Regions from separate parts of the Gossypium hirsutum genome. Here all the other regions are linked to region 3. Evidence: chromatin contacts called from public Hi-C data. All regions are on one chromosome and are shown on one strand. Each heading gives the region's core, a stretch centred on a gene start, on an enhancer-like site or on the middle of the called end of the contact. The rest is flanking DNA. Distances are from core to core; before and after follow the strand shown. Region 1 has its middle 10 kb from the start of LOC107888655. Region 2 holds the start of LOC107888647 (methyl-CpG-binding domain-containing protein 9). Region 3 holds the start of LOC121203100 (RING-H2 finger protein ATL46).

Evidence for each region. A called contact is a pair of places that touch in the nucleus more often than the background predicts.
Region 1: a Hi-C map of leaf shows a contact between it and region 3, with 3 times the contacts expected there. The contact joins the enhancer-like site here to the promoter of LOC121203100 in region 3. A contact is called at or near these places in 13 of 34 Hi-C or Micro-C datasets (anther, callus, fibers and 3 more).
Region 2: a Hi-C map of leaf shows a contact between it and region 3, with 5 times the contacts expected there. The contact joins the promoter of LOC107888647 here to the promoter of LOC121203100 in region 3. A contact is called at or near these places in 9 of 34 Hi-C or Micro-C datasets (hypocotyl, leaf and petal).

What each region holds. Positions count from the first base shown.
Region 1 is chrA09:8,002,271-8,004,970 of Gossypium_hirsutum_v2.1, forward strand. It overlaps the pseudogene LOC107888656. Among protein-coding and RNA genes, the nearest start is that of LOC107888655, 10 kb to the right of the region's middle. Within about 2 kb of position 1,286, at least 7 of the 9 cell types and tissues checked have an H3K27ac peak or open chromatin away from gene starts, as enhancers often do. A contact at or near this core is called in fibers and leaf, where this site is marked.
Region 2 is chrA09:8,291,732-8,294,431 of Gossypium_hirsutum_v2.1, forward strand. LOC107888647 (methyl-CpG-binding domain-containing protein 9) reads left to right here and starts at 1,348. Exons shown (of 10, transcript XM_016812815.2): 1 at 1,348-1,980. The coding sequence starts at 1,484.
Region 3 is chrA09:8,141,492-8,144,191 of Gossypium_hirsutum_v2.1, forward strand. LOC121203100 (RING-H2 finger protein ATL46) reads left to right here and starts at 1,374. Exons shown (of 1, transcript XM_041077503.1): 1 at 1,374-2,700. The coding sequence starts at 1,790.

The sequences.
Region 1 (2,700 bases), core at 36-2,535, 140 kb before region 3:
GATATGTCAGCTTTTAACAATATAAAGTGATAAAATTTTTAAAAACTAATTTATCCAATTTTTTAGTAGAGAGAGCAAAATGCAACTTAACTTCTTGTAATTTTGCACTCATTTATTCATTGGGATCCTTTACAATTTCCACCAATCATGTTATGTAGAAGACTAGGATAAAAGATAAATAAAAGGTTTGAGTTAAGCCAATCCATTTGTTATCCCATCAAAACATACTTTTGTACAAAAAAATGCAAGCAATAAAACAAGATATGATAAACAAGTAAACTTTGCAACTAAGAATCCAACATTTACTAATTATAGAATCTACATTAGCAACACATCAAGTAAGCAGAATGAACAGAAAAAGCAAAGACTAACACTGTATAATGGACCTTCCAAATCTCTATGTGTCTATGGTATTCCCAAGTCCAAATGAGAAATGTTCACGAACAGGTGAAAACTCCACTAATCCAATATCCATTGCATACCCAGAAACAGGCAATTTCAACTCTCTCAACACACAAAAAGCCTCAGCCATTCTTGTTTTAGGCACTTCTTGAGCTACGGGACAATAAGGGATCCAAGCATCAGCTTTAAACTCTTCCCCAATTTCAATCCCTTCTTTTTAATTGCCTCACATACCTGAGCCTGGAATTGTAGGAGCGTCATTGTTGGAGCTGGTGAAAGGAAGAGAACATTGTTTTCATTTGGGAAAGCCCCAATTGAAGAAAAAGAAATAGGTAAAGGTTCTTGCTTTGAAGCAAAGGACTTTATAACGGATTCAAGCTTTGCAGGATCGAGAAAAGGGCTTGAAAAGAGAGTAATGTGAGGCCTTGATTCGATTTCAATTAACTGAGTGCTGATTTGACGACGAGCCAAAACATTCCAAGCTTTTAAGACCTGGTTCTCAAGTGCTGGATCGAAGTAAAGCTCAATTGAGAAACCTTGTGACATTGAATTTTTTTTTTTACGATAACAAAAAAGGATCCGAAATTTTTTTTTTAAAAAAAAGGAGATCTAAAAGTACCCAGACAATGAAAATTGGAACTTGATGAATAATTAGGGATAACCAGGGAGGGGGAATTCAAAACCCTAGAAAGAACATGGGAATTAAAGATGCCAAAATTAGATTTGGTATTGTGAAGGCCAAAGAAGAAGGTACAAAGTGAAAAGAAATACAGGAATTTTATGTTGTTCTTTCACCTTTTTTGGCCAAAGATAGATAATAAAGAGGGGGAACTTTGTATGGGCAATTTGGAGTATCCATCGCCGTCCATGCGGCTCGCTCATAAAAGAGGAAAATTTTCTAAATTTCAAACTGAATATATCTTTGGCTTAACACCTCTTTTCACCCTGTATTATAGCTAAATTTTCACTTTGGTACCTAAACTATTTTTATCAGTTTGGACCTTGTACTTTCTTTTTTTATTAGTTTGGCCCGTATACTTTAATTCTATAATCTTGTACTCTCTCAAAATTTAAAATTTAATCCTTATACTTTAATTTTGAGACATTAAATCTTTGTATTTTTTTATTAAAAAATCTTGATCTCTCCATTTAAACGGTATCAACGGTAAAATAATTTTTTTAGCCCTCAATATTTATAATTTTTGTCAATCGGTCCTTACACTACATAAAAATTTTAAAAAATATTTTTCCTTATTTTAAATAAAAGCATAAAAATTAAAAAATTAAAACTTTTTTCCAAAAAATTAAAAAATTATGGAAAAAATAAAAATGATTCTAAATATATTCCAAAATTCAATGTTATCTAAACTGCACCTGACCAACCAGTCGGATCAGGAATCAGTTGGGATATCAATTTGACGAGAGGTAAAAATAGGTTGACTCGCGAATCGGTACAGATTGATTGAACCAAGCTAAAAATTGGTTAAACAAACAATTGAACTATTTTCGATCTAGTCTAACCAATTGATTCTCAAAACGGCCAACACGATTGGTTCAAATCAAATAAATTATTTTAAAAAAAATCAAAGTTATAAAATAGGTTCAATTTCCAGTTCTACTAGTTTTTTAGTTTGGTTTAATCAATCCATACCAATTCATGAGTCAACCAGTTTTTTACCTCTCACCCAGACCAATACCCCATTAGTTCTTGATCCAATTAGTTCTGCCAGGTTTAGATAAAATTAAATTTTAGAATTTTTTTATAGTTTTAAAAAATCTTTTTATTTTTATTTTGAATTTTAAAGTGTTATTATTATTTTTTTCAATTTTTTTAAAAGATTATAATTATAGTTTGAATTTTTTATTTTTTTTACAATAAGGAAAAGAATTAATTTTTTTTAAAAAATATATATATATGTACTTGGCATGGATCAAGTTGACAATAAACTTCACATGTTAAAGACTAAAAAATTTTTAAAAATGAAAAAACCAATTGACCTCCAAATTGGTATGCATCGGTAGAATTGGGCTAAAAAATCAATTGAACTAGTAATTGAATTGATATTTATAATTTTTTTAATATTTTATTTTAAATAATTTATTTGTTTTGATCCAGTCGGATCAGTCGTTCTGGGAACCAATTAATCAAACCAGTTTGAAATCAGTTCAACAAACTTTTTAGTTTGGTTCAACCAGTTTGTACCGATTCACAGGTCAACCGATTTTTTTACCTTTCACCGAATTGATACCTCAACTGGTTCTCGATCCAACTGGTTGGTTTTCATAACATTAATTTTT
Region 2 (2,700 bases), core at 98-2,597, 150 kb after region 3:
AATGTGGCATCTTATATTTGGATCTATAATCTGGGTTGAGGGTAGGGTGTTAGAGGAAAGCACTAATTATACTTTTATTTAAAATTAGTGTAAATAATTTATAAAAAATTCCTATGCAGCTGAGTTAAATATTTAGTAGGTAAAAATGTATGAAAAAAATAATTTGTCAACAAGACTTCATATTATTTAAACAAGATTAGTAAAATAATATAAATTTATTTTTAAAATAAAATATATGTTCTAAAGTTAAAATACTATTATTATTGCATAAAAATAACTTCTTAAACATAAATTATGTATAGGTATATTTGAAAAGAAAGTGTAATTAGATTTCAATGTAATTGTTTGTAGTTACCCGTATAATTACGCCAATTCTCATCCTTCCCTACGGATAGGAGAGTATAATTAGAGTGCTCCGCCTCCAATTATACTCAATTCAGTGGAACCTGCTAACAGTTACAAGCAATCAAATAAATGTGAATACTAAGTGCTTTCCAAATTCAATCTTAATGTGAAGAAGAAGTGAATTCAGATTCTATAGCAATTATACGAATTTAGATTAAAATATTATAAAAAAACAAAAAAAAAATCATCTATACTATAAACTCTTAACTAAAAGTAGTGTCGATAATTAATTGGGCATCGATTTAATTAGGAAATGATTAAAAATAATATTTTTAGGTAAAAAACTCAAAGTTAATATTAAGCGACTTGGTCTTTCCTACAAAAATTAGAGTAATTTAATCATTGTTAATTTCGAAAATGAGCAATAAAAGATAATTAATTGCAATATTAACATTTTTCATCAAATATACATAATTTTGATTGATATAATAACAATTTAAGCTTTCTATATTTATATATTTCATGTAAATATTGACAAAACGTATAGATATTGCGAACTAAATTTGTTAAATCAAACCAGATCGATAAAATATGTGAATTTTGAAGACTAAATTTATTATTATATGTACAATTAAGGTAAAAAAAATTAACATTTTACTTTCCATAAATTTAATATTAAAAATATATATTTATTTTTTATATTTTTATTATAAAATTAATAAAATAAATATTTATTATTTCATTCTAGGGTGTAGTATATCCTAATTAAATATAAAAATATATTAAAAAAAGAGGATATATTTATCACAAAAAGAAAAACCTCAAACTATTTGACTTCTAGTTATCCCCGTTTGAAGACAAGATCCCCAAACCAACTCTTTCCTAAACAGAAAACAATTTAGACTTATTTCCACGTGTCAGTGTAATAAAGCGAGTACTGTAAATTTCCTCCTATCCAAAAAATAAATATAAAATAATTAAAAAAAGCTTCTCTCTTCTCTATTTTAATATTTTCCTCTGACAATTCTTTATATTTTTTTAACCTTCGGTTCCAATTTTTTTAAAAAAGCTTTCAGAAAGAAATGTATTTGTTCTTCGAAAAACCCCGACTCGGATAAAGAAAAAACCAACAAAAAAAATGGAACTCTCCGATTCGAACGATTCAAAGCCCGAGACTCGTTCACCCCTCGGCATCGATCTAAACGAGATCCCTTCTTCTTCTTTTGCCGAAACCCTACCCGACTCCGACTCCGCCGAACCCGATTCCTTTTCGATTGTTCGGGCTATCCACGAGAATCCCGACCCGGCTCTTGGTGAAGCCGCCGGTGTTCCCGTTGCCAACGAGGAGGAGCAGTGTGGTGTCTGTGGCTTGTCGGCGGCGACGCCCGGTGGAGGAGGAGGAGGAAGAGTGGTGGTTTGTGATGGATGTGAGCGAGGGTTTCACTTGGCATGCTCCGGGGTTTCCGAGAAGTTGCTTTCGGGGGCGGAGTGGGTTTGTGGAGCGTGTGTTGGCCGCGGAGTAAGGAGTAAACGGTGGCCGCTTGGGTTTAAGGCCAAGAAGCGCATCCTTGATATTAATGCTTCCCCGCCGAGTGATGGTGACGGCGATGGTGAGGAGGTGCAGGAGTTATTGAGGTAAAACTTAAAGCTTAATATTAGAAACTCGAGTTTAGCTTTTTTTAATTGAAGCTTTGTAAGTCTTTTCAGCCTGCATTATTGTTAACTGTGTAGTTATGACTTAAGAGTTGAATAAATTTGAAATGTGGTTTCTGGGGATGTTAGATATTGATTGCTTGATTTATTTCTAGCGTTCTTTAGCTTAATGTGTTAATTTGGAGATGGATTAGGGCATTTTTAAAAGCAAATAACAGGTAAGTAATTGAATATTGACTTGTTTATTTGTGTGCTAGTAGTGGAATATTGTGCTGAGGGTTAGTTAAAAATTGCAATGCATGTTGACAGGCAGATTGTTTGCGTTTGTTTAGTGTGTGTGAACTGTTAGATATGGTCAGGATGTTTAGGTAGGGTGTACCCGTGATTCATCATAAGGACATTAATTATAGTCAATGGTTTTGAAGCTGATCAGTGGGTAATTGAACTGGTTGGTAGCTGTAGATTGTACAACTAGTCATACTGCTTATGAGATAATTGATGTCTTTTTGGTTGCTTTTTAGCAGTTTACTTGATTTAAATGTCTATAAACGAATCTACCCCCATTTTGCCTGTAAAGTTTGTCCTGAAATTTGTAAAGACTACTAGCTGATGCCTGATGGTGGGACAGTTTGATGGTGATAGAGAGTATATGTTAAGTAAGGATTTAAGATGATTAGTCCTTTTCCATGAATTGAAAATTCT
Region 3 (2,700 bases), core at 124-2,623:
ATATTAGTCGAAGAAAGTATTTGACAAGACGATTGCTAATAAAATTAACAAGAAAAATAAACATGCTATGTAATTTTGTTTAATTACTCTAACATTCTATATTTGTCGGATTATTTCCTTTTTAACATTAAACATATTCTCCTTACTATCGATACTCAAGTATAAATAGTTAATAACAAACACAATGCAATTTAGTAAATTTAGTGTAATTAATTTACAATAAATATTATTTAATTATTTTGAACAATGCATGAAAATTTATTTTTTAATAAAAAAATTAAATTAGTAAAACATCATATAATTATTCCTTAAAAATTAAAATATATATTCTAAGATTAAAATATCATCATTATATAAAAGAAACTTTTTAAACTTAAATAATATATTGGTATATTTGGAAAGCAGTATGATAATTAAATTTAAGTGTAATTGCATTTAATTTAATGATATTTACTTAACAAATATGGCTAAACTACCTATTTAGTCATCTAAGTTTACCCGTGTTCCTATTTTGGCCACCCATTTAAATATTTTATTATTTTGTCACTCAAGTTAGATAAATTGTCAATTTTAGTCACTCCTATTAAATAAGTTGTAAATTTTAGTTACTTTACCGTTAAATGACTTTACTCACTAGACAGAATGTTGAAGTGATAATCTTTTGACCGGTATAATAATAAATTTAGCCCTTAACATTTTGAATATTCTGTCAATTTAGTCTTAATTCTAAAAAAAATTAACAAATTTAACTCTCAATATTCACACATTTTTTCAATTTAGTCAAAATTTTAAAAATTCAAAATAAAAAATTGAAAAGATATATTATTTAAATACATAAAAATATAAAATATATATATAATTCTTAACTTGAAAATTTGAAATGTATATTTAATTGAATAACAATGATTTTTTTTTAAAATTCTTATGTTTTCAGATAACAAATAAAACATCCTTTCTTTTGTTTAAGCCCAAAACTTTCAATTAACTTAAACTCATTTTAAGTTTTTAAAATTATAATGTTTTTGAATTTTTAGATTTTAGACTAATCTATTAAAATGTACAAAATGTTAAGGGATAAATTTGTTATTATACCAATAAAAAGATTACCACATCAATATTTTGTTAGTGACTAAAGATAAGACATTTAATAGTAGAGTGATTAAAATATAAAAAATTGACTTGAATAACTAAAATAGAAACGCTAATAAACTCGAGTGACTAAATAAATGTTTAACCTAAAAATAATTACATTATTAGGTGATTTTTTAATAAAAGTTAAAAGTTTTTAGGCAAGCTAGCCCAACCTCTGAGAAGACCCAAACATTAAACAAGACAAGGACAGCATCAAGCTGCCTGCTTATGGTTGACCCTTTGAACCCCACGCGCTCATATTGGGAAGTAGGGCCAATAATCCAGCTTTTCTTTTTGGCATCCTTTAACCTTGCACTTTGGAACCTATTGCTTATGTTCTGCCACACTCTCATGGCTCTTTTTTTTTTTTGTTCCCACCAGAGAAGCTAGAAGAAAAGGAAAAGAAAACCCAAATACCAATAGTGTTTTTTGACATTGGTTTATTTTGATAAATACTTAGATTAGATACCTTTCTCCCATTGTAACGCTTTTTTCTTTCTAAAACTACAGCCTTTGGTAAGTTTCAAACACTCAACCTTTGGTAAATTTCTTCCCTTTATTGATAATGTAATGTTTTTTTATGTTAGTGCAAAGGAAATGTTTTGCTTTGAACATTTTTTGTTAGGCTGAAATTTTGGGGGTTTGGGGTTTTGAAGTTATGGTCTTTGAGTGCAGATATATGATCTGTGGGATGTTAGAAAGCAAAGAAAAGAGTTGGGTTTTGGAACATAACCATTTGAAGATGTCTTGGTTTCACCATTATCATCAAATCAAGCAAAAAGATGGCTACTTTCAATACCCATCTCCTCTTCCTCCACCCCCTTATACTCCTACTGGTTTTCATAAAGATTCAAGCCCTTCACCACCATCATCATCATCTGGTTCTAGAATCAGTCCAGCACTTCTTTTCATTATAGTAATCTTGGCTGTCTTGTTTTTCATCTCTGGTCTTTTACATCTACTTGTTAGATTCCTTACAAAGCATCCACCTTCATCCACATCTTCACAATCTAATAGATACCCTGAAATCTCCACTTCTGATGCTCTCCAAAGACAGCTTCAACAACTCTTTCACCTCCATGATTCTGGGTTAGATCAAGCTTTCATTGATGCTTTACCTGTTTTCCACTACAAAGAAATTGTTGGTTTGAAAGAGCCTTTTGATTGTGCTGTTTGTTTGTGTGAATTTTCAGAGAAAGATAAGCTTAGATTGCTTCCCATGTGTAGCCATGCTTTCCATATCAATTGTATTGACACTTGGCTTTTGTCAAACTCAACATGCCCTCTTTGTAGGGGCACACTTTTCACTCCTGGGTTTTCAATGGAGAACCCAATGTTTGAATTTGATGAGATAAGGGAAGATGAAGGACTCCATGGTCAAAAAACAATGGAAATAGAAGAAATTGTTGTTGACAAAGGGGTGTTGCCTGTGAGACTAGGCAAATTCAAGAGGCTAGATGGTCAACCAAGGGAATCATTAGGTGAAACAAGTAGCAGCAATTTGGATGCAAGAAGGTGTTTTTCAATGGGTTCATATCAGTATGTGCTTGGTGCTTCAGATCTTAGGGT